Linked DNA regions of Mus musculus: regions 1, 2, 3, 4, 5 and 6 are each linked to region 7. The links are chromatin contacts, called in public Hi-C, HiCAR-type and promoter capture Hi-C maps. All regions are on one chromosome and are shown on one strand. Each heading gives the region's core, a stretch centred on a gene start, on an enhancer-like site or on the middle of the called end of the contact. The rest is flanking DNA. Distances are from core to core; before and after follow the strand shown. Region 1 holds the start of Rabac1 (Rab acceptor 1 (prenylated)). Region 2 holds the start of Clip3 (CAP-GLY domain containing linker protein 3). Region 3 holds the start of 4930479H17Rik (a long non-coding RNA gene). Region 4 holds the start of Zfp574 (zinc finger protein 574). Region 5 holds the start of Zfp526 (zinc finger protein 526). Region 6 holds the start of Syne4 (spectrin repeat containing, nuclear envelope family member 4). Region 7 holds the start of Zfp60 (zinc finger protein 60).

Evidence for each region. Promoter capture Hi-C pulls out the DNA fragments that hold promoters and counts their contacts. A called contact is a pair of places that touch in the nucleus more often than the background predicts. HiCAR-type assays count read pairs that join an accessible place to other places.
Region 1: a promoter capture Hi-C map of pre-B cells shows a contact between it and region 7, with 4 times the contacts expected there. The contact joins the promoter of Rabac1 here to the promoter of Zfp60 in region 7. A contact is called at or near these places in 5 of 39 promoter capture datasets (cranial neural crest, frontonasal cranial neural crest, liver and 2 more).
Region 2: a contact with region 7 is called in a promoter capture Hi-C map of liver, with 4 times the contacts expected there. The contact joins the promoter of Clip3 here to the promoter of Zfp60 in region 7. A contact is called at or near these places in 2 of 39 promoter capture datasets (hippocampal neurons and liver).
Region 3: a HiCAR-type map of astrocytes shows a contact between it and region 7, with 3 times the contacts expected there. The contact joins the promoter of 4930479H17Rik here to the promoter of Zfp60 in region 7. A contact is called at or near these places in 1 of 39 promoter capture datasets (liver), 1 of 115 datasets of contacts at active chromatin or transcription factors (astrocytes) and 2 of 9 other capture datasets (adipose tissue and liver).
Region 4: a Hi-C map of B cells shows a contact between it and region 7, with 8 read pairs. The contact joins the promoter of Zfp574 here to the promoter of Zfp60 in region 7.
Region 5: a promoter capture Hi-C map of liver shows a contact between it and region 7, with 2.0 times the contacts expected there. The contact joins the promoter of Zfp526 here to the promoter of Zfp60 in region 7. A contact is called at or near these places in 2 of 39 promoter capture datasets (cranial neural crest and liver).
Region 6: a promoter capture Hi-C map of hippocampal neurons shows a contact between it and region 7, with 3 times the contacts expected there. The contact joins the promoter of Syne4 here to the promoter of Zfp60 in region 7. A contact is called at or near these places in 2 of 39 promoter capture datasets (cranial neural crest and hippocampal neurons).

Annotation. Positions count from the first base shown.
Region 1 is chr7:24,970,751-24,974,091 of GRCm38.p6, forward strand. It overlaps Rabac1 (Rab acceptor 1 (prenylated)), which reads right to left and starts at 1,978. Exons shown (of 5, transcript NM_010261.2): 1 at 1,777-1,978; 2 at 1,352-1,564; 3 at 1,011-1,108. The coding sequence starts at 1,832.
Region 2 is chr7:30,289,711-30,293,133 of GRCm38.p6, forward strand. Clip3 (CAP-GLY domain containing linker protein 3) reads left to right here and starts at 1,985. Exons shown (of 14, transcript NM_001360763.1): 1 at 1,985-2,132; 2 at 2,445-2,656. The coding sequence starts at 2,491. It overlaps Thap8 (THAP domain containing 8), which reads left to right. Exons shown (of 3, transcript NR_144498.1): 3 at 1-527.
Region 3 is chr7:30,352,449-30,355,466 of GRCm38.p6, forward strand. It overlaps 4930479H17Rik (a long non-coding RNA gene), which reads right to left and starts at 1,498. Exons shown (of 3, transcript XR_881936.2): 1 at 803-1,498.
Region 4 is chr7:25,075,208-25,078,344 of GRCm38.p6, forward strand. Zfp574 (zinc finger protein 574) reads left to right here and starts at 1,600. Exons shown (of 2, transcript NM_175477.5): 1 at 1,600-2,275. It also overlaps a transcript of Grik5 not described here.
Region 5 is chr7:25,219,906-25,223,367 of GRCm38.p6, forward strand. It overlaps Zfp526 (zinc finger protein 526), which reads left to right and starts at 1,520. Exons shown (of 3, transcript NM_175436.5): 1 at 1,520-1,599. It also overlaps a transcript of Dedd2 not described here.
Region 6 is chr7:30,313,459-30,316,595 of GRCm38.p6, forward strand. It overlaps Syne4 (spectrin repeat containing, nuclear envelope family member 4), which reads left to right and starts at 1,358. Exons shown (of 8, transcript NM_153577.2): 1 at 1,358-1,628; 2 at 1,804-1,942; 3 at 2,772-2,915; 4 at 3,115-3,137. The coding sequence starts at 1,501. Alkbh6 (alkB homolog 6) reads left to right here. Exons shown (of 7, transcript NM_198027.3): 7 at 461-845. The coding sequence ends at 724.
Region 7 is chr7:27,729,696-27,733,102 of GRCm38.p6, forward strand. It overlaps Zfp60 (zinc finger protein 60), which reads left to right and starts at 1,714. Exons shown (of 5, transcript NM_029531.2): 1 at 1,714-1,775.

The DNA.
Region 1 (3,341 bases), core at 728-3,227, 2.8 Mb before region 7:
AGCCCTGGCTGTCCTGGAACTCACTTTGTAGACCAGGCTGGCCTCAAACTCAGAAATCCGCCTGCCTCTGCCTCCCGAGTGCTGGGATCAAAGGCATGCGCCACCACCGCCCGGCTAGGCTTATCCTGAACTTGTAGCAATCCTCCTGTTTTAGCTTCCCAAGTGCTGGGATTAGAGGCACAGGCCAGCTTCTGGTTTTAAGGATGTGTTCTTTGATGCACCTTGCGAGAATTTGGTTTGTGGGGGCTGGAGAAGGTGACTCAGGAGTTAAAAGCACGTATTCTTCCAGAGGGCCCGCATTACACATTTTTTAAGGCTAGGGCATAGCAACACACTCTTTAAACCCTAGTACATATATATTAATTTCCTCCACCCCCGCCCCACGCTCTCCTATGCCTGAAAAGTGTGTATGTCCTAGTGACCACTACCTGCAGAAGCCAAGTTCTGACCTGCTTCAGTCTATTTCTTTGCCACAGCCTATCTTTGTTTGGTCCTTAAGCTTGCTGGGCTATGAAAGACTTATTTTAAGTCTCCTCGGAAACTTTTGGATTCCCCTCATTGGGTCTTCCCTGACACCTTTCTTTCCAGTGGTCCTGGTGACAGTCTGGGGCCACCGGACTTACAGATCTCAGCCTTCCCCTCTGAGAATCATCAGGGCCAAGACTTGGGAAGGAACACGGATCTAGGCCTGCATGAGGTCGCCACCTGGTGTGCAGTGTGGGTATCTGCAGCTGATGCGTTCCGTGGGGGGGGGGGGGGGGGGTTGAGTGGAATTGGATTAAGTCATTTACAAGAGACAGAGGTGCCAGGGCTTTGGGGTCTCTCTGGGTTTGGGAAGCTGAGACTGGAGGGGAGCACCTGGTGGGTCTAAGCCCTTAAAGACCAAGTTAAGTGACTCTAGTGGACAGCTCGGTGGGGGCCGTCTTGGGTCCCAACTATTCGGAAGTTTGCATTCCGTGAGACCACGATCAGAAAGGCCCGAGGAGCCATTTGGGCAGGAGATTTCTTACCAAAGAGTACAAGCTTAGACTGCAACGTGCGCAGATAGAGAATGTAACAGGCGCCAAAGAAGACAGCCAGAGCCACCAGCAGCATGGGAGATGTCACCCTGGAAGAGTGTGGGAGACAGGAGTTAGGTATCCGAGGCTGCGTCAGCCAGGCCCCTCTAGCTTTGGACACAGACTGAGGTTACGTCCTTCTAGGCCAGCGAAGGCCACATCCTGGTCAGGTGAATGCAGGAGTACAGACTGACCGGGTCCTGTAGTGACAAAGTGGGCTAACTGGTCTGGGCGGGGCCTGGCAGCCGGGGGCGGGGTCTGACTATCGAGGGCGGGGCCGCAGAGGCACTCACACGCAGTACAGGATGAGGCCGAGAAACACGAACACGTAGTTGCTTTGATAATACTCCACGTTGCGTACCAGGCGCTGGCAAAGCTCTCCCACATTGCGGGGTCGCGAGAAACGTTGCTGGTCCACGAAGGTGCCCCAGGGCCGGATGGTCGCCCGGCGCCGCTCCAGCCACTCTCGGCCTGCGCCGGATGGAATCAGCTTGGGCAGCAGGGTCCTAATGGGCAGGGCAGAGCAGAGCAGCTGAAGGGAGGGAGAGGGTAGAATCTGGACCCCAGATTCTAGCACACCTGGTCCCAAGCATGACCTTGAACCCCTAGGAGGAAGGGTCCTGAGAGGGAGCCAACAGGACTGAGTCCCTCCCAGGACCTCTGAGGAGATGAGGGACTCCTGCATCTCGGATCTGGGGGTAACACCCTGCTTGCTCACGTGGCGCTCAGCCCTTCCCCTTCGGCATCCTTCTGCTGGTCCTTCTGGGCCGCCATGTCTGCACTGCAGTGGATAGAACCGCTGTAAATAGCCCGGAGCCCAGCAGCACCTAGGCGGCCCCACCCCAGCCGGGACTCTTTGGAAGTGGCGTCGTTGGGAGCTCTAGAGGGCGGTAGTTGTTCCTCCAAGCATTGTGGGTGTTGTAGTCATCGTGGCGTCAAGAGGCAGGTTTGCCTCGCAAGACATCTTGGGAGATGTATGCTAAGAGCTCGTCGGGAGCCTCTAGGCATTGTGGGAATTGTAGTTTCAGGAGGCTCAGCGTGGACTACAGCAGGTGGACTGTCAGGACAGAGGATTTTGTGGGAGTTCGAATGGCAGAAACGTACTTCCGTGGACCGTGCAGAGCTGTCGTTCTGGCTCGAGAGAGCTTAATAAAACATTGTTCGAAAACTCAGATATTCTGATTCTAACTGGGCAAGTCTGGGAAAGAGTTCATTTACTTTTTCTTTCCTAAAAGTATTTACTTTGAAAGTGAGACAGGAGAGATGGCTTACTTGTTTCTCTTTCAAAGGATCATAGCTTGGTTCCCAGCATCCACACCCAGTGCTTCACAACTGCCCGAAACTCCAGCTCTAGCCAATCAGACATACTCATGTGCACATACCCACACTCAGATACACATGATTTAAAAATAAATGTTTGCATTTTAAAAGAAAAGATTTACTTTTATATGTTTATGCGTGTGTGCCACCAGAAGAGGGTTTTAGAGCTCCTGGAACTGGAGTTACAGGCAATTATGAGCTGTCTAGAAATCATGGGTGCTGGGAACGGAACTCCTCCGGGTTGGGATTTCAGTATGGGCCACTCAGCAGGAAATTGTGTCTGGGTTTCCCACTTGGGGTCCAGCATTGCTTCAGATCAGTGGAGGACTGCAAATGTACAGTTAGCCTAAAGACTAAAGAGGGACACCACAAGGCCAGAGTACTGGAAAAGACAGAGAACCTTGGAAACCAGTTTGGCGGCAAAAGTCAGCTGGGTTTGACTGCTATGGGAACCAATTCAGTTTCTTTAAGAGGACTAAGCAAATTCTTTCTATTTCATGACCCTCAAGTCTCTGCTGCCCTGGTGGGAGTCGGGGCTTCGGGAGAAGGCAGTGGAGAAGGCAGTGGGATCCAGAGGCAACACTGTTGCAGAAAGTGGCAAACTAATTCAAAGAATGTAAGAAATTTGAATACTGGGATTTTTAGGATAGGTGTCTGGAAGCTGGGAAAGGAGTCCTTTGGGACAGTGGAAGCGAGGACCCTGAGGTAGAGATGTGATGAGGCAGGGGGTACTTTCAGGTTCCTGAGGGAGGAGGCTCACGTTAGATGGGTTTTGAGTCAGTAGGTAGTAGGAGACATCCGAGAAGGCTGTGGGAGATGGGACTTGGCTCTGAGCTCTTTCCTGTGCTTCCCAGAGCAAGTGGCACTGGGAAAAAGCCAGAAGATATTAACAGGAACTCGAGACCTTGATCATAATGCCGGCTGCATGACTTCAAGGGGCCTCCCCCACTTCTGTCCTGTGCT
Region 2 (3,423 bases), core at 735-3,234, 2.6 Mb after region 7:
GCTTCCACAGTGCCAGGGCTTGGAGCCCCTGACCAACACCAGGCTACTCATGGGGTGCCGAAACAACGAGTTCACAGGTTCAGAGACACCAAGAGCAGCACCGGGCACAGCTGTGAGCTTTGGAACAGCTGGTGTGGCAGCTGTACTGGGAGAGCCTGCTGGCCTGCGCACACAAGCGTCCATTGTACTGTCTGAGAGCCTCTGGGACTGGCAACCAGGACACTGGCTCCACCTGCAGGGTCTCTGCTTTAAACCAGGGTCCAGTGTTAAAGAGCCTTCTGTATCTGTGGGGGTGTAGGAGTGGCCTTGCAGTAGAGGGCTTGCCTATAAGAGCCACCCCCCACCCCACCCCGAGTTCCATCCAGCACCCGCCAACCAAAATAGGCCTGTAATCCTGTAATCCTACCAAGAGGAAGGCAGGGGCAGGAGAATGACAGCAAGTTCAAGGCTAGCTTAGGCCATTTGCAACCGTGTCACAAATGAGCAGGCCTGCTAACACCTGTTGTGGGGTGACACAGCCTCAAACCATGCCTGCCTTTGAGTTCATGTCTGCTTGAGAAGAAGGTGAACTAGTTAACTAATAAACCAAATCACTCCGAGCCAATCAAGACTGAAGGAGAGGGGCTGACAGCAGTGTGTCTGTGACACGTGGGTGGAGAGGGAGCCTGTCTGGAGGGCACTTGGGCCAGGGTAAGAGCAACTCTGCAGAGCCCCTACCATCTGGGCCATCACAGTGAGGACGGCTGGATTGCCCTAGAGAACACCTAAGGGGGTGGGTACAATTTTTATAAAGAGCAAAGATGTCACTGAAAAGGTACTTATGGGTAAAATACTAAGAGGGAAGGGAGGGAACCATCCAGGTGTCTGTGGGAAGAGTTCCTAGGCAGAAGAGACTGTGAGGATGTGGTACAGATGTAGTGAAGTGAACTAAGTGGATCCTAAGGGAAGGTGAAGATGGAGAGGTGACAGGCAAGGTCATGTAGGGACATGGTGGGCTATGGTGGACCACACTGGAGAGTGTGTGTGTGAGGAGGAAGAGGAGGAAGAGGAAGAGAAAGAAGAGGAAGAGGAGGTGGAGGAGGAAGCGATTGTAATTGGTTCTTGCTATGTTGCCCAGGTTGGCTCTGGATCCAAGGCCTCCGTCTTCAGCCTCCTAAGTGCCAGGGTTGTAGGCCTGTACCATACCTACTAACACTGGCTATTGCTGGGGTTGGTGTCAGGCAAGCAAATGTGTCTGAGTCCAGCAAGGTCCAGAGGCAGAGCTTGTTATTACGGCACCAGTTCAGCCAGGCTGAGGACAGAGAGAATAGAGGAGGCTGAGGCTGGTCCAGGCAGGGAGAGGCAGGATAAAATTCTGGAACTATCTCGAAGAGGAAATTCCCAGTCTGCCCATTAGAAGGAAGAGGTGGAAGGCCGAAGCCACGGTGATTTGTGGTGTAATAGATAAGGCCAGGCAGGTGTGAGGCTGAGGTGGCCCTGAGCTAGAAGTGATACATATTTTTAGAGATGGCACCCAGAGACCGTTGGTCACCTCTCTACACTACCGCAACCACAAAGCTTGGTTCAAGTACCACCATCCTTGAGCAGGTGGCTAACCTTTCTGTCCTGGGTGATGAGGGTAAGAGTGAAGAGAAAAATGTGGCCCTCCCTTTACGTGGGACGTGGGATGAGCATAGAAGGAGTAGGACTGAAGTTTACAAAGGGCTGACACAGTACCAGACTCACCACTGCTAAACACGACCTGGTTTGCTAAGTGGAGGAAAACACCCGTTCCCACCCATGTCTTTTTAGTCCTTCTGTCTACCTCATCCTGTTCCAACTCTATGTTTGTCACATCCTTCCAGGGGACTATCTCCCATTCCTCTGGAGATCCCGAGTGTCTAGCCCCTTCCCGTGGCCTCCAGCGTCTGCCTCAGCGCTCTGTCTCCCAGCTTCTCCTCCCCCGCGTCTTGTCACTGCGCATGCTCCGCCAGCGCCCCTCCTTCTCCATCCCCATCCCCCGCCAGCGTCTGGGCCTCGTCCCCTTCTCTCTGTCTCCCTCTCGTCCCCCATCTCGTCCCCCGACACTGACACCCCGATACTCCTGAACTCTCTTCAGTCCCAGCCTTGCTCTCCAATCGGCGCCATCTGAGGTAAGATGGGAGGCTGGGGAGAAGGGGAGGGGCGAAGCATCCTGCATCCCTAGATAAACAAACCCCGGGAGGGGGCGGCCGAGACCCAGGGGCCTGGCACCCGAAGAGAAGAATGGGAGGCTGGGCCTGAGAGAAGTGGCAGGCATTGGGGCCCATATCCCTGGGCCTTCTAACGAGTAACGGGGATCCCTTTGGTTGCCCAAATCCAGAGCTGGGGACTAGGGGGCCGCCCGTGGCTCTTGAAGGGGCTTGGACCCCCGCGCTGTGGGGAGCCCTCTCATGCTGACCTATATCTTAAGGGTTTGCCTCCAGGCCACCCCCCCAACTTTGCACAGGCCCCCAAGGGCTACAGAGGACCATGACTAAGACGGATCCTGCCCCAATGGCCCCTCCGCCCCGAGGGGAGGAGGAAGAGGAGGAGGAAGAAGACGAACCAGTTCCAGAAGCCCCCAGCCCCACCCAGGAGCGCCGGCAGAAGCCAGTTGTGCACCCCTCAGCACCTGCTCCGCTCCCCAAAGACTACGGTAACCACTGTCCCCACCCTAGAATCTAGTCTGGAGCTTTAGGTGATGGTGGGTGGCTTGGCTGAGCTGTGTTGATGGTGATGATGGGGGCATGCTGAAGGTGGTCCACTGGAGTCTTAGTTGATGAGCCCTTTAGACTGCTCTCCTTCGTTAATTACACTATCATCTGTTAGAGAATGGGGGTTGGAAAAATTCTAGTCCTCCATTCATGACATATCAATTCAGTCGTTTAGTCATTCAACAAACACTGTCTGGAAGCTACTGCGAGCCTAACTTTATGCTAGGAACTGGAGCTACAGCACAGAGCAAGATTTTCCTAAGACTTTGCCAAGAGAACTCCCCAATCGCAGTCCCACAAATGAGGCTAAATATGAGATTACAGGAGACAATGAGATTGATTTTATCAAGCACAGAATGCTGCAAGAGCTTTTAAAGACAGGGTTCCCCTTAAGAGGTAGCATGTGGGGAAAACCCAGGTCGGAGCAGGGAGGAGGAGGCTGCAGGAGAATTAAACACAGGAGTCAAGGGTCTGGGGTGGAGGGGTGTGAGGGAGGAGCTGAGAGGAACTGGGGAAACGAAGTGTCTTCATTCGTGGAGGACGGAGGATTCAGGCATCAGCCTTGCTCTCAGAGAGACCCAACAAGTGAAGGGACATACTACCTTCACTGTGCACAGTGGAGTGTGTGCTGTCAAAGTATCAAAAGGCGAGACATCCAGCAGAAGACGCGGGTAGTTGCTGGCTCTTTCTGATTAGGTGCATTGCAGAC
Region 3 (3,018 bases), core at 248-2,747, 2.6 Mb after region 7:
TGCCTCCACACCTGTCGTAGGCTGGTACTGGGTGTGCATCTCCATTCTAGCCCCGTGTACTGGGCCTGGATCCACCTCAACAGCCTCAGCCTCTTTTGGCCTCTATCTGCTGGCTGCCTTGTACTTGGCTTGCCAAAGGTCACTTCTTCCTACAGACAAATCAGCTCTATGGGATGGATCCTGGGATTGGAGACCCGGGCCTCCCCCTCTTCCCCTACTTTCTACAACCTTCCTTCCCTCTCTTCTGGACCAGCTGCTAGTAGTTCACACTGTCCTCTTCGGGGTAGGAAAGGAGGAGCCTGCTGCTGTCATTGATGTCAGCTCAGGTCTAGCCTGGTCTAAGACAGCCTTCTGCCAGAACTGTTGCAGTGTCTTCCTCCTCAGTTTCCCCGTGCTTCCCCTTGGCCCTCCACACACACAAAATCTGCCATGGGAGCTTCCTTGAGATCCGGGAAGATCCTCATAGCCCGGGATCCTCCAGTGGCCAGGAGTGACGGTGCACGCCTGTGATCCTTGGGCTCAGGAGGCCCAGGCAGAAGGGTCATGAGTGAGGTCAGGAAACCTGAGCTAGACAATGAATCCAAACTGGGGCTAATGTTGTGAGAACCCCAACTCAAAGAAAACAAGACAGAAGGAACCTTCAGTGGTTTCTCATGTCAGTTAGAATGGAATCCTCCCTCCTCTGGTGAATTTACAGGGCTTTTACATCGCCCGCTTCCTGCCTGATATTATGACAATTCCCTTCCCTCACTCCATCTCACCTCTGGCTTCCCTCCCTCTCCCTTTTTCTCACAATGCATACCTTATCATATGCCGTTCCATGTCCACTGAACACTGTTCCCACTGCTTGCTAATTACCTCCAGCCTCGGCTTGGGACTTAACTCCTCAGCTGGAGTCAAATCCACCTCTGCTGCCTACACATCCCTATTTAACATTTGTGCGTGTCACAAATGCTGCCAGGGCAGGGCAGGGCAGGGCAGGGCAGGGCAGGGCAGGGCAGGGCAGGGCAGGGCAGGGCAGGGCAGGGCAGGGCAGGGCAGGACTTGTACCCGAATCTGCCCCATGACCTAGCACACAGTTCAAATTTTAACAACAGGTTTATGAACGGTGCACTCTGGCTCCCCCTTAAGGTGGGAGTGGGTATTTCCTAGGTGGCACTGAGCCAGCCTTCCCACTTGCTAACTCCCATGGCCCAAGGCTTATGCTGTGATTTGTTGATAGCCTCACATGATCTTAGCTACTCGAGAGTAACAAAATGACAAAGGACCTCGGGATGCTGCAGGACTGGGGAGCTGAGTGCCTCATCTCCATGGTTAATGGTGGGCATTTTGAAGGTCTCAAGTTCCACCATGAAAAATAGGTTCTGTCATCTCACCAGAACATTCTTTGTACCAAACCGAGAGAATTCCAGTTTACTCTTAGCCTGTCTTCACCCTGATCCTAACATCATCTTACCTCAGGTGACTGACAGGCCCTTCCCCGTCCCCCCCCCCTGCTCCGCCCCCCCCCTGCTGCCATCAGAGAAGCTACTTGCATGGGGGGGGTGCTATTCTTGCTGTTGACCCCATTCCTGCACCTCTAATGAGGCCTGGCCTTTTCCATGCCCAGTGTCTGATCCTATAAACTTCCAGGACACTTGTGTGAGGGGGCCCCGGGCAGTGACACAGTGGGGACCAGCTCAGGAAAGACATGAGGCCAAGTGCTCTGACTCACGCTGAACCAGGGCTCAGTCCCTGTCCACACTCATATCTGCTAGATTGGTTCAATGTGGCACTGACTCTCCACCCCCCAACCCCCCACTGTAACCTTTCCCCTAGCAAACACACCAGTCTCTTGGGACATTTTTCACCTTCACCTCCATGTGCAGCTGCCAAAAGCTTTCCGTTTCTACCTTAAAGACTGAAACCCCAGTAGATGGTTCAATCTTGCGACTGCTCCCAGATTCTTTTGGGTTTTTTTTGGGGGGGGGATGGGTCTCATGCTGAAGTGTCAGCTTTTGAACTACTGGTCTCCTGCCTCTGTCTCCTGAGGTGTGAGGATGATAGGGGTGGGATACTCTGTCTGCTAAGCCCTGCTTTCTATCCTTGGCTCCAACGTCTCCATCTCCCCTCCCCACTCGCCCTCCCCTGGTCCCTCATCTGCAGAGTCCCACCCTGACCACAGAGCATCTCTGCTGTGCCCCTGCTCCCTCGTCCTCAGCCAGGGCAGCCTGGAGGACTTTCCCCTGGCCAGAGCCCAGAGCATCACTCTAGATAAGCCCCTCCCTCATGGTCTCTGAGCACTGTGATCCATCTGCTCACTTTCCTGAATGGCTGTGTCATCCACTCTTCTCTTCCAATGTTTCCCTGGTTGAAGTTGGTCCTGACCCACCCTCACCCCTACATTGGCTTCCCACGGATTCCTTGCCTCTGGTTCACCTCCCTCAAGAAGCACTAGAAACCCACCCACAACCTCCCCCACTCGGCCCCCAGGCATGAAATCCTCCGTGGCTAGCCATCATGAGCACCTCACTCAGATGCTGGCCCCTCCCACCTCACCAGTACCGCAGCAACCCAATGCCTGGTAATACCCAGCCTTTGTTCATGTTATGCCCTCCACCTGGAGCCTTCCCTTCTGCTCTTTGCCCAATGCTCTCCTTCAGATATGCTACTTAGATTACATCCCTCCTCTTCCAGGAAGCCTTCCCTGAACTATACTTCAGGTTCCTCTTCGGTGGTGGGGGGGGCACACAACCCCCTGGGCATCCCTCAACTCTGTATTCTGGAGTATGGCTATCTCAAGACATGTTTCCCACTGGACTGAGGGCAAGGCAGCTTGGGTCAGAGTCCCCAGCACAAGCCACAGCACAGCTCGGTCCCTAGAACGTCCAGTGCTTATATGGATGACTATAGATGACTATCCTCAACTCCTCTGCAGAGACCCCAAGCTGAATGACAGGAAGTGCCTTCCTCAGGGGATGTTCCTCAACCCCCGCCCCCATACCCTCCGCAGCACCCCTCAGTCCCCACAGACAGACA
Region 4 (3,137 bases), core at 350-2,849, 2.7 Mb before region 7:
CCCAGCAGGCAGACAGAAGCAGGGGGATCTCTTGAGACCAGCCTGGACTACATACGAGTTTCAGGGTTACATAGAGATGCTGTCTCAACAATTATTTTCTTTTTTGGGGGGGGGGTGTCAGACAGGGTTTCTCTGTGTAGCCCTGGCTGTCCTGGAACTCACTCTGTAGACCAGGCTGGCCTTTAACTCAGAAATCCACCTGCTTCTGCCAAGTGCTGGAAAGGTGTGTGCCACCACTGCCCAACAAAAATTAATTTCTATATAGCAGTATTTACTTAGTGTCTCGAAAACCCGGGACAAAGACTAGCATCCCTTTTCAGAGATAAAAACAAAAACAAAAGCCGGGTATGGTGGCGCACACCTTTAATCCCAGCACTCGGGAGGCAGAGGCAGGTGGATTTCTGAGTTCAAGGCCAGCCTGTTTTACAAAGTGAATTCCAGGACAGCCAGAGCTATACAGAGAAACCCTGTCTCGAAGAACTAAAAAAAACCAAAACAACAACAACAACAACAAAAAAAACTAAACCTGAGACAGAGTGGAGTTGTTTTGCCCAAAGTCACAGCTAAGAAGTACCAGGGCCAGGATAAGCAGCCTAGTTAGAACATGTAGGTATACTTGCTAGGGAGTCCAGTAAGAAGACATCCAGCTAGACATCCAAAGGAGGGCACACACATGGTGACAACTGGAGACTCAGACCTACCTGTGGTTCTGTGTTCAAACCCCTCCTAGTTTTTCTGAGCTTCAGTTGGGGAAACGGGGGACAGTTTGACCAACCAGATGCACCTCTGATAACTCCCTTAACCTTGGCTTCAAGAGGGAGCTTCCTGAAAACTGTGGTGTACTTGTGTGGAGTCCAAATATGGATACTGGATCTCTTCAGTCACTCGCTACCATATTACATTCAGGTGTGTGTGTGTATGTTCATGTATGCACACTCTGGTATATGCAGAAGTCAGAGAACAACTTACAAGAGTCAGTTCTCTCCTTTCACCCTGTGGATCCCAGAATCAAAACTCCAGATCAGGCTTAGCATGTGGCTTTACGCGCTGAACCATCTCCCTGGCTGGCCTGGAACTTCATGTTTTCCCAGGAAATTCTTCCCATGCCTAGGGGTCCTTAACTGTAACTGTGTGGAAGGGCAGTCACCTGGAAAGATACCTTTAATGCTCAAAACAGGAGAGGCCGAGTCAGGCGGATCTCTGTGAGGCCAGCCTGTTCACAAAGCCAGACCATGCCTCAAACAAAAACAAGAACAACTGACTCGATCCACTACAAATCCCATAAACTTCCTTCTTCAGGTCTTCCACCCCACACCCTCAGCTTCTTCCAAGGGACCTTACTAACGGGGCTTTTCCTTTCTCCTTCCATTTCTCACTTCCTGTCACGTACCTCTTCCTCTAAACTCCCTCTCCTGACATCTTGTTTCCATTCTACTCTTCCTCGATTTCCCCGTTCATCCTCTTAATAGGAAAAAAAAGTCTTAAGCCTTGTTTTGTTCCTTTTGCCCTGTGTGACTGCTGCTGCTTGGTTTCCTCTCCCATTCACGCCGAGTGGTGTCTCTTTTTTTTTTTTTTTTTTTTTTTGCCACTGGCCCTCAGGGATCCTTGACTGTAACCCGCCGGCCTCCAGGGCTTTGCGTGTCTCTACAGCCTACACTGCCCGAATCCCCTACGCCTAGCTTGTCAGGCGCCCCCAAGATGGCGCCTCCAGCTTCGTCCCGCCTCCCGACGTCATCGCGCCCTCTCCGCTCAGCGCTCCCCTTTCGAGCTATCAAAGGCGGAATCCGAGAAGAGGTGGAAGAGGAAGAACCTCCAGGGAGGATTAAAGAGGCGGGTAGTATCCACCTGGAGGCCGACCAGCGAGGGAACATTGCTAAAGGATTGGCTGGGCGCTGCGCGATCCCACCCCTCCGCTCTATTGGTCGAGGCTTCAGGAAACCTGAGCATCGATTGGTCTAATGACAGGGGCAGACAGCCGATGATTGGGCGAATTGTGCAGTTCTTCGCAGCGGCCCAGGCGGAAGGTGGGAGGAGCGTTGTTGAGGGCGGCCTGGGGTGAGAGCGAGGCTGCGGAGCAGGCGAGACGACGGGCGCTAGAGAGGACGCGGCGCTAGAGTGGCGGTGCAAAGGGACCTGAAGCCCGTAGCCCGGCCTGGGGCCGGCGAGACGGCCGAGGCGGGTGAGTCCCCGCCGGAGCGCAGAGGTCCGGCCCCACCCGGCGGCTTGCCTGCGTCATTCGGCCTGCACGATGAAGGCCTGAAGGATCGCGTCCCGGGTGCGGAGAGCGGAGCGGCCGTTGGGCGCGCGGGCCGGGCGGGGGCTGTGCCGGGACGGCGGGTGGGATGGGGGACTGGAGTTGAGTGCGGGGCTGAGTGAGGAGGGGCAGGGCTCGGGCTGCAGGCCGGGGGCCGACCTTGGCGGGAAGGGGAGGTCCCAGAGCTGCCTCGCCGGAGGGCTCTCTGGTTGCATGGGGTATCGGGGCCACGGGTGGGTGCGCTGGGATGGGGATCAGAATCGAAAGGGGACGGTTAGAGGACTCATGGATGCCGGGGTGGGGAGCTGGCCCGAGAAAGGAGGTAATTAACGCAGGGAGGAAAATCGATTTCTGCCTGGAAAGAGCTGAGGCAGAGAAGAGGTTTTTGAGGTATCTTTAGAGCGAAGGGAGGGATCAGGTGTGGAAAACGGAGTAATGCTGACAAGGAAGACCGATAAACGCATGAAAGTGGGGCTTGGAAAGTATTGACAGAGGTCTTTATTTATTCTTACGGGTTTCAATAGGTTGAGCTAGAGGGGAGGGATTGTTTTGTTTTAGATACAGGTAAGTAGGCCAAAGGGAATATTCGAGCAATCTTGGGTGTAGTTGGAGAGACAGAGATGTGTGCTACAGAGAGCAGTCTAGGAATTTTGGGGATGTACCATATTGATAACTCTGGGGGATTTGGGTATCCCCATAGTTGTTTGCTGGTGAGAAGGTTTAAGTATGAAGAGGACCTCTTTTTGCAGGGTTTGAGTACAGATGGAGTTTCTAAGTGACAGACATTGGAAACCCTGAGTGAGATAGGTGAAAGGTTAAGCAATTGTGAAGGATGGGCCAGCTATTCCTGGCCAAGATTACAAAAAAGGAGAAATTCAGTCAG
Region 5 (3,462 bases), core at 270-2,769, 2.5 Mb before region 7:
CGCAGGTGCGACCGCCACGCCCCTACAGCGCAAGCGCAGAATCAGACCTCAAGCTCCACCCCTTCCAGGACTCCAGATCCGCCCCTAACCCAAGCGTCCGGACTCTCCCTTGCTGCGCTTGCGCAAGAGCAAAACCTCGCTGTGTCTTGCTCTTGATGGTGGTTTCAGGCTCGGTGTGTGTCCCCTGAATCCTATGACACGACCTGGTGGAATTACTCATCCCACAGACTACCTCTTCCTCCTGATCACGTCCTAGACACCCACATGACCAGTGCCAACAGCTGTCAGCGCAAAGTAAACCAGTCACGAGGGTCCCGACTCCCTGGAGCGCTCAAGGCTCATAATCAGGACTTGTAATACAGTATGCCCCATTCTGGTGGCAACCAGAAACCTACAACTCAACTCTGCTGTCTCAGATCCTACATGGAAATTCTTGCTCATACAGCTCCCCAGCCCCAATTTATAAATTCTCCAGTCGCAAGCAGCAGAATGATACCTCTTCCCAAATCTCAATAGACCTTGCCACCCCCTGTGTGCAGCACATTCCGAAGACGTCCATCAGCACCTCCTATCATAGACACCACACCCACGGTTAGAACAGCCTTTGTACAATCGCTTCTGAGCCCTCTTGAGTCTTGGAGCCACCCAGATGCCCCTCCTAACCTGCACCTATGAGAGCAATCCTGTCACAGAAGTGGAGGCTAGGGTGTCTTCATGTCCCCTACACGAGGCCTTGAGCGTGACGGTCGCTCCTCCTCCCCCACTTAGGTGACTCAAGGTCAGGGCCAGCACGTGCCTAAGACAGGTCTCTTCTAGGACTGGTTTCCACCCCCGGAATTGTCTCCCTAAGGGGCGGGAGGCTCTGGCTCAATGCTGGCTGTTTGTTTCCCTTTTCTGGGCCTTAGCTTTTCCACCTGTGAAACGGATGGCAGTGGAGTCCACGGTATGGGCTCTCTGTGTGAATATCATTGAATCAGACAAAGAATGGGAGGAAGGGGAAAGCTATTTATAAACGGTAAAGCTTCTATGATGGGTGGGCTATAGTGAGTACTACGGTGTATCAGGCCCCGAGCCGAACATTTTTATGTGTATGACAAAATTCAATGCCTTCAACAACCTTTCAGGAGATGCGATTCCAGTCCACTTTGCACGTAAGCAAAAACTGAGGCGGCGCAGGAAAAGTACAAGTGTGTCTGGCTTTTTAGTTACGCTGTCAGAAACGCTCAGTCTCTTCTGCTACGAGATAACACCTGTCAAAGTCTCGCACCGCCACGTTCATTTGTGCGACCTCGCTCTATAAGGATGCACACTTTTCTCCGCTGAATTTTCAAACAGCAGGAAAGGAGCGGCCCCGGAGAACTGCGCAGGCGCCTCTCCTGGTCCCGGACACCGCCTCCAGGGCACTGGTGTCTGCGTGGAGAAACTCGCGGAGCCCCGCCTGACTCCCAACACGCAGGCGCGAGGGCGCGTGCCCTGCGCTACCAGCTCTGATTGGCTGCCTCTCCTGAGAGCACCGCCCAATGGGAGGCGTGGATAGTGAAGGGTCCTACACTACTGGAGTGGAGGGTCTGTGTCAAGAGCGGCAGGGGCTGCTTGGAGGTAAGAGAGATGGGTGAGGGCGCCGCAGGGCGGGCGGGGAAGAGAGCGCTGGGTGTAAGGAGAGAGTGGAGGAAGAGGGAAGGGTACGCTCAGGGTCGGAGAGCCTTGGGGCCTGCGCTTGGGGCTGGAGCAGCGCGGGATGATCGACAGCTCCTTCCTGTGTGCCCTAGAGGCGTCGTTGGATCCCCTGCTTGTGCTGGCCTCAGCTTGAGCTCGCTTGCACACCCCACCCCTGCAGGGGGCTCTCACGCTGCAGAGAAGAGGAATCTGGTAGGAGGGAAAAAAGCAGTGTAGCGGGAAAGTTGAACTTTCAGGCCCCTGGTGTAGGTGCTTAGATCTCCTTTCCGTATACAGAGGTATTAGCTGAATTCCACCTACCCCCTGACACGGTGTAGGACTGGGAGGGAAAAGAATGCAGGCGGAAAAGTGTCCATTTCGGGATACCTGTGCTACTTTCTAGAAGGACAGTGTTATTAGGATTGTGTGCAAGTTAAGTGAGTTTTGGAAGGATTGAGTTGGATGAAATTCAGAGAGCACATAGGATTGGGTCCTGTGCACCATGTTTTTCTGTGTATGAGCTCATCCATACTTTGTAAAGTTTGGGCATCCGCTCCTTACCTGCTACAAGCCATGTAGCATGCTCTGATCCAAGCCAGGGGAGTTCTGTCTTGGCAGTGAGGCTGTAACTAAGGCAGAATGCTAACCTCCCCCACCCCCAGCCCATTTGATTGTTTCTAAGAAAATCCTTTATGGACTGGTTCGGACTTAATGAGGAGCCAGGCAGGTGTAGTGGCACCCGCTTTCAATGTCAGCACTGGGGAGGGAGAAGCTGGTAGATTTCTGTGAGTTTGAGGCCAGTCTGCCCTACATAGTGAGTTCCAGATAGGCCAGGGTTACAAGATGAGATGCTTCAAAACAGAGCGCACTTAATGGGGTATTTGGAATTGGTAGATAAGGAAAGTTTGGTTCCTGAGCATTTAGCAAGTCATTTATCTGCAAATGGTTTATTGGTCATCAACTAATAACAGGGCCTTGTACTGGGCTATGTATCATGGAAATGCATAAAATGGGTAGACATGTAGTGTGCACAGAGATGGTTAAGGTCCCAGGACATCGTCTATAGGGAGCCTTAACTCGTCACTGAATGAGTCTGTGTATTTACTGTGTGCTGGGCACCTTTCTTGGCACTGGAAACACCTCGGTGGTGAAGAGGCTAAGATCCCTGCCCTCTGGGAGCAGTACATGAGCAGCCTGTATGCCAGGGCTACCAGCTAAAGTCTCCATGCTCCTGGCATGAGCACAAGTAAAGAGGTAAGGAAAGTGGCCGATGGCACTTGGGAGGCAGAAGAAACAAGGCTGAGAACCAGACGTCCCCGTGTACATACTGAGTGAGGTCAAGGCCAGCCTTTGTACATAGACTGTCTCTACAAAACAGAACCAGCAAGGCAGTGGCGGCGCACAACTCTAACCCCAGCACTTGGGAGGCAGAGGCTGGTGAATCTCTGTGAGTTCAAGGCCAGCCCAGTCTACAGATCTGAGTTCCAGGACAGTCCAGGGCCACACAGAGAAAATCTGTCTCAAACAACAGCAACAACAAAAACGGGCCATCTTGCTGGCCCAGGAGGTAAAGGCGTGTGCCTTGCAGCCCTGATGACCCCAGTTCAATTCTCAGAACCCATATACCATTGGGAGGAAAGAATGGGCTCCGAATGCCATGAAGTTGTCCTCTGTATGCTACATGTATGCCATGACGTGTGTTCATGCATGCAGGCACACAGTAACATAAACAATGACAAAAAATGGTGGCGGTAGGGCTATAAGGTGGCTCAGTGGGTAAAAGCAATTGGCACTGAGCCTGATGAC
Region 6 (3,137 bases), core at 108-2,607, 2.6 Mb after region 7:
TCTCTTCTACCCAGGCAGGCTTGCTGTAATACCATTCCTGAGTAAAGCCTCCCTAACAGCCAGAGTCCCGGGATAGGCCATTCCCTTTAACCTCTGTATTAGAGCCTGACCCCAGCAGTGCACCCCCAGATTAGCTCTGCGTAAGTATCCCTAGGACTGCCCATGTCTGTCCCAGCCCCTCAGATGCCAGCTGAAGCTCCCACAATGTAGTAGCCCTTTATGTCTTAAAATGCAGCATAGGCCCTGTCTCCTCCCAAAGAACTGGACACACACACACACACACACACACACACACACACACACACACGGCGGGCCAATAGTCTTGTCCCCAGAACCTATAGATTACCACTCCTGAGGGCCTGCTGACCCTTGTCCCCTGACCAGCTACGGATGCCCGCTGACTTTTCACACACTCCCAAACTCTGGATATCCATTTACCATTATCAACTGATTCCCGCAGCCCAGGCCTCCTCAACGGCCCATCACCTCGCTGCTGGTGGAACCACGGAGCCTGCTGGTGCTCCGGGGCACAGCTTACACACGCCTGCTCCACGGCATCTCAGCTACCCGTGTGGATGAGCTGGACGCCACCTCGCTGCCACCCAATGCCACCGCTTGCAAGTCAGCGCTGCCCGGAGCCCACCTGGTGCGCGGCACCCGTGTCTCACTGACCATTCGCCGCGTGCCCCGTGTGCTGCGCGCCAGCCTCCTGCTGAGCAAGTGACCACCAGGTTCTAAGACCTTGGAACCCTAGGGCAGAGGTAGCTGTCCAGGGTTATTTATTTCCCCAGTAACTATGGAAACCATGGAGAAGACACCATTCCAAATAAACAGAAAATACCTTTACTCGTTTTGGATTTTTTTTTTTTTAACTAGATGGGAAGAGATACTTCAGTTTCTTTCTCTCTGCCCCCCCCTCCCCCTTCAATACTGGAGATAGAACCTAGGGCTTCTTGGATGCTAGACAAATGCTGTACCACTAAACTACAACCCAGGCAACAATTGCATTATTTTTTAGTTTTGCAATAGGGCTTCCATAAGTTGCCTAGGCTGGCCTTGAACTTGAGACCAGCTTGCCTGAGGTGACAGGCTTTAGCTGCCAGGTGCTGGGACTTTTTTTCAGTATCCTTATACCTGAGACTTTAAATGAATGGGACGGGCCCTGAGACACAGGTGTCCCTGAAGGTGACAGGATCCAAGGTCTTGAGATGGGTGACGTTTTCTCTCAAAGCCCCACGATGGCGAGCGGGTGGTATTGGAAGGTTTAGGTTCTCCTGCTGGGGAGGAAGGAGTTAAATGCCTCCGCACCTCAGCCAGGCATCAGATTTCTCTAGTCCAGGTTCTTCCAGGAAGGGGTGGAGCTAGGCTGGCCCCTGGGCCCCTCAGTAGCCTCGGACTTAGGCTGTGAGTCCTGCTGAGAAAGCATGGGGGTCTGGACTGTCTAAGAAAGCGGCTGCTGTTACTGGACATCCTCACCTGACGATCCCCAAGTGCACGGCCATGGCCCTGGTTCCACCTCTTGGCCGTGAATTCCCGCCAGAGCCTGTGAATTGTCCCCTGGCAGCTCCTAGAGAGCTGGATGTTGTCGGAGGGACCATCTGCCCTGCACCTGAGGAAGAGACAAGCAGGTGGGGACTGGGGCTTGATAGTGGTTCCGAAGGAGGGAGGGAGGGAGGGAGGGGTCTGTGGGAAGGGCCATGTGTGACTGACTGAAGAAGGACATGGAGAAAAGTGGGCATATGGTGAGGTGGAAAAGGAGACACTGTGCCTCACAGGTGGCCCATCAACCTTTCTCCTCTCTAGGCCAGAGCAGGTCCAGGCCTCCTTGGGCCTGCCTGAGCATTGCATGGGTGAACTGAAGAGCACTGAGTCTGCCACCAGCCCCTCAAGACTCCCCCTGGCCTCTTCCCATGAGCATCAAGACGGGGGCAAGCCCTGTGAGGTGAGCTGAGCACACCCTCTGTTCCAGTCCCACTTCCTGTCTGTCCCCCGGAATCTGCCCCTTGCTCAGATGATATGATTCTGGGGGGTGCTGTGGAGGAAGGGACACCGTAAGGACATCTGGTTGCCAATCAGTATTTCACTTATTTTTAATCGTTTTGTGTATTTACTCTGTGTGCCTAAGTGTGAGCAGGGATACAGGCACATCATGCGTGCCGGTGCCAGTGTCTCTCAGTCACTTTCCACTATGTGACAGAGTCTCCCATTGAACCTGGCTAGGGTGGCTGGTGAGTGAGCGCCACGAATCTGCCTCCAGTCACTGACCAGCCGGTGCCACATGCTTGGTTCTTTGAGCACTTGCTTGTACAGCAAACATTTTATCAACTGAGCCATCTCCCCGGTTCCCCCGACCTCCTTATTTGAGATATGCTTTCACTGTGTAGCTCAGGCTGCCCTTGAACTTTCAGTTCTCTTGCCTCAGAGAACTGGAGTTACATTTTATCATCTCCAAGCTGGACATATTTCCACGTTTTACCAAGTAGGAAATGAGAATTTTATTAATAACCCCATTCCTTTTGGGGGTACTCTGCTCCATTATCCTTCCTAGTTTAGACCCATATAAAGACCTTTCTAGAAGGCTCGGGAACCTGGAAATCTTAAATTAGATGTCTTCAGCCTTGGTGTAAAGGGCTGCCAAGTGGGAGCAGCCCAAATGTTGGTTCTCGAATGGGTGTGGCTTCAGAGAAACATCCACAAGGCAGCAGCCTGCTTGGGAGTAGGGGTAGTGTCTTGGCCCATTGGCCCTGATTTTGGTCCCCTGGAATCTCCAGCACTCTGACTCTGGTTTGGAAGTACTAGAAGCTGAACAGGACAGTCTACATCTTTGTCTGTTGAGGTTGAACTTCCGGCTGCAGGACCTGGAACGAGGCCTTGGGTCTTGGACGCTGGCCCACAACAGGATTGTCCAGATGCAGGTAGGCAGTGGGAGGCCAGGTTATAGGGGAGTGGGTAGAGTCCTTGGTATGGGTGTAAGCTTTCTTGAATAGAAAGTGGGTTTATTGCATATTCTGACTTCTGCACAGGACATGAAAGACAAAATAACTCCAGGTTCTGGGGTGGGGGTGGGGTCTGGTATCACTGTCGTATGTGAGAGTGTCTAGCCATGTGTTCCAGGCCCTGCAGGCAGAGCTACGAGG
Region 7 (3,407 bases), core at 464-2,963:
GTTACACAGAGAAACTGTCTTGAAAACAAAACAAAACAAAACAAAACAAACTGAACTTCATTTGATGAATTGCTACTTTGTCATCAATGGCAATGTTCTTTGTCCCCCAATCTGCCTCAACTTTAAAATCAATCTAATTCTTCTTTTGACTATTGTGAGGATGGTCACTTTGTTTTGTTTGTCTTTTGTTACAAGGTTTCTTCGTGTAGAGACTGCTGGTTCTGTAGACCAGGCTGGCCTTGAACTCTTAGAAATCTGGTATTAAAGGCATGTGCCACCACTGCCCGCCTGAGGATGGTCACTTTTAATCAGCTAGAGTATTTATCAACGTATTTTCTGTAGTTAACATCTGGTTGAGACTGACTTATTTCAAATCTAATCTGTCTATACTGTAGGCGTTTAGATCATTTACAAAGCGTCTAATATGTTTAGTGGTCCTAATAGGATTATCATTAACCTTGACACTAGTTTTCTCTCATGTTCTGGAAAAATATGTGTAAATATAAATAATAAATAAATGTGGTTTTGAAAGCTCATGTTGAAAGACTCCGAGAGGAGCCCCTTGCTCAGGCCTCAGGACAATAGCGGACACCCAAGAACTCACAAGAGACCAAGCTTGATGCAAACCACATGAGGCTTTATTCGGGGAAAGCCAGAGCTCTGGGGACGACTCATATCCCACGCAGGGGTAGAGGAGTCGACCCCAAGGGGAAAGAGGTCCCAGTTTTTATAGGCCCTCAGGGGGGGAAGGAGAAGGGGGAAGTAGGGGATTTCCAGATCTAAACAATGTTTATTCTCAAGAAATGGGTATGGGAGGGGTCCAAGGGAAGAGTCTGGTGCAGGTGTAGGAACTCTAGATTGGCCGGGCTGTTGTTGCTGGGGAGATTTTCTGACTCTTTTTCAGCAACCAATATCACAAACACCTGGCAATGGGCTTCATCAGTGGGCACACACATGGGTTCAAGGAACGGTCAAAACATTGGCAGACACACGGGTTCAAGGAGTGGCCAGAGCATTGTGCACCTCTATTTTTCTAAATCAGTGAAGCTAGTTCTGCTAACAGTGACATCTATCTTGCCAATTTCAGGGCTTGTGTGACCTTTTACATTCTGTCAGGATCTTTCAATGTCATGTTACACTAAGTACGTTTTCCCTACATAAACAAGGCATACGTCGGTGGTTGTTTACATACGTCGGTGGTTGTTTAGATACTTCCACATGCTAGTCATTCACCTTTCAAAATGGGCGCAGTTCTGTTGATATTTATCCAACTAGTCCTCACTCACGTTTTCCTATCTAGATAACAGGGACACTGACTCTCTGAACATCTGGCTGTCTGAAATCGCTGATATAAACTACCACGTTTAAAACCAACCAATTCTTTAGTTCAGTGTCTTCCAATCTACCATAGTCCCTACTAGAGCACAGCAGGTGGAATCCCTCTTGGTGCAAAGTGTAACCACGCCAGTTATATCCGGATTTGATCACGCTTCCTATTCTGTCCGGGGGTGGGGTGGGGGGTCTGGGAGACAGAACACGACGTCTCCCACAAACCACTGGCATAGCTCTCAGATGGCCTGGCCTAAGTTGTGTGCAGTGATCTCTCTGAACTACAGACCGCTAGGCTTCATCGAGTTGAGCACTCGGCACTACATTTCCCAGGGGCTACCGCGGCGGAAGTAAAGCAACTTCCGGTGCCCTGGCGGCGCTATAGCGGACGGTCGGGTCTTTCTGGTCTGAGTAGGGAATTGCTTTGTGTCTTCGGTCTCTGCAGAGTAAGGCCGGGAGTCCGGGTGTGGGTGTGGACGGTGGGGTGGATGGATGTTGATGCGTGTGTGAGTGTTTAGGGACGGTGCTGTGTGTGCGCGCGCGCGTCTCTGCGTACGCACCTTGAGCTATTTGCATTATCACCGTGCTTGTCGCTTTCTCTCGCGGCCACCAGCAGAGGACCAAGCTTCACTGAGGAGAGGTGAGGGGCGGAGTCTGAAGGGAAGCTTTCCCTGTGGTTCAGATTGAGCTTTGTGACGAGCATTTGAGGCCGAAAGTGCCTCCGAGGGTGGCCTACTGGCCTTTTCTCAGAGCTCTAGCCGTGTGAGTGTCGAGGGAAGAGAGGGGAAATGCTCACTGGGGATGCTCTCAAATGTAATCTAGGCTTACTCAGATGTAATCTAGGCTTACTCAGGCTCCCTGCGCAGGCCATTATTCAAAAGGAGGGCTGGAGGAGCGTGAGATCGTTGTTGCTACCCACCGAAGGCTCAAGGGCGAGTTTGCGCTTTCTCTCTGTGCGAGAAATGAGGGTTTTATGTTTAGAATATGGAATTGTCAGTAAATGAAGAAGGAACGTGTAAATTGATACCGCCATCATTGTGTCCCTTACATTGTCCCTCCCCTTTCCAGTTAGTATTCACATTATCGTTTCAATGACCCTTGACATCTTCTGTCTACAATCACTCCCCCCACCTCACCGACCATGTTATAGATAGGAACCGACAGAGGTTAACAAAAGGGCTTTCAAACTCCGATGTGCTAAATCGATTTCTATTTGGATGGTGTCACACGTCAGATGGCCTTAGATCTTCTTACAGGTCTTCATTTCAAAGCAGCGGAAGAGTGGAGGTTTTTGTTTTCTAGTAGATTTTGAGATTGGGAAAGTGGTAGGCTCTCTCCCCCTCCCCTCCCCTCCCCTCCATCTGGGTTGGAGTCTTGGTTCTGTCCCCTCAGGCTCTCCAGGCCTGTCAGGAACCTTAGGATGCCTGTGGTGAAGCCTGTTAGTGCAGTGCCGCCATATCCTAAGGGCCTGGTGTGCTTTAGTTGTTGCTCTGTGAGGCCATCTTGGGTTCATTCCACTCAGTGTTCTGCAGGACAAGGGAGTGTGAGAAACAATGCGATTGCTGGTGGATGTTTAAGAAAGCCACTCAAACAGAAAAGCTAGGCTTTGTGGGGTACAACGAGGCAGAAAGAAGCAGGAAGGGCAATGTGAATTCTGTAGCAGCTTGATCCCCATAACACGTTTCAGGCCAGCTGGCCTACACAGTGAGAACCTATTTCAAAAACAAGGAAGGTGAATATACCATAGAGCAGAGTGTTTTTCCAAATGTTGCGACGAACTGTTTGTATTGTGTAAATCTGTACCGTATTTATGTCCTTTGGGATGACTTAATCTAACTCACATTTTTGGAGTGAGTACACTTAATGTCCACCCTCTCTGTCTTTTCAAAACCATCCATCGAAGTCCATGTTTCATGACACATCTCTGAGCTTCTGTCCGGTAGCTGGAATTCTGTAGCCCTTGATCATCATCCTCCCATCTCTCTCCCTTATGGATCTGCGTCTCCCACTCTTGACGCCTCCGCCACTCAAACCCCACCAACCAGCATCTTGCTGTTCCTAGGAGAAAACAGCTTCAG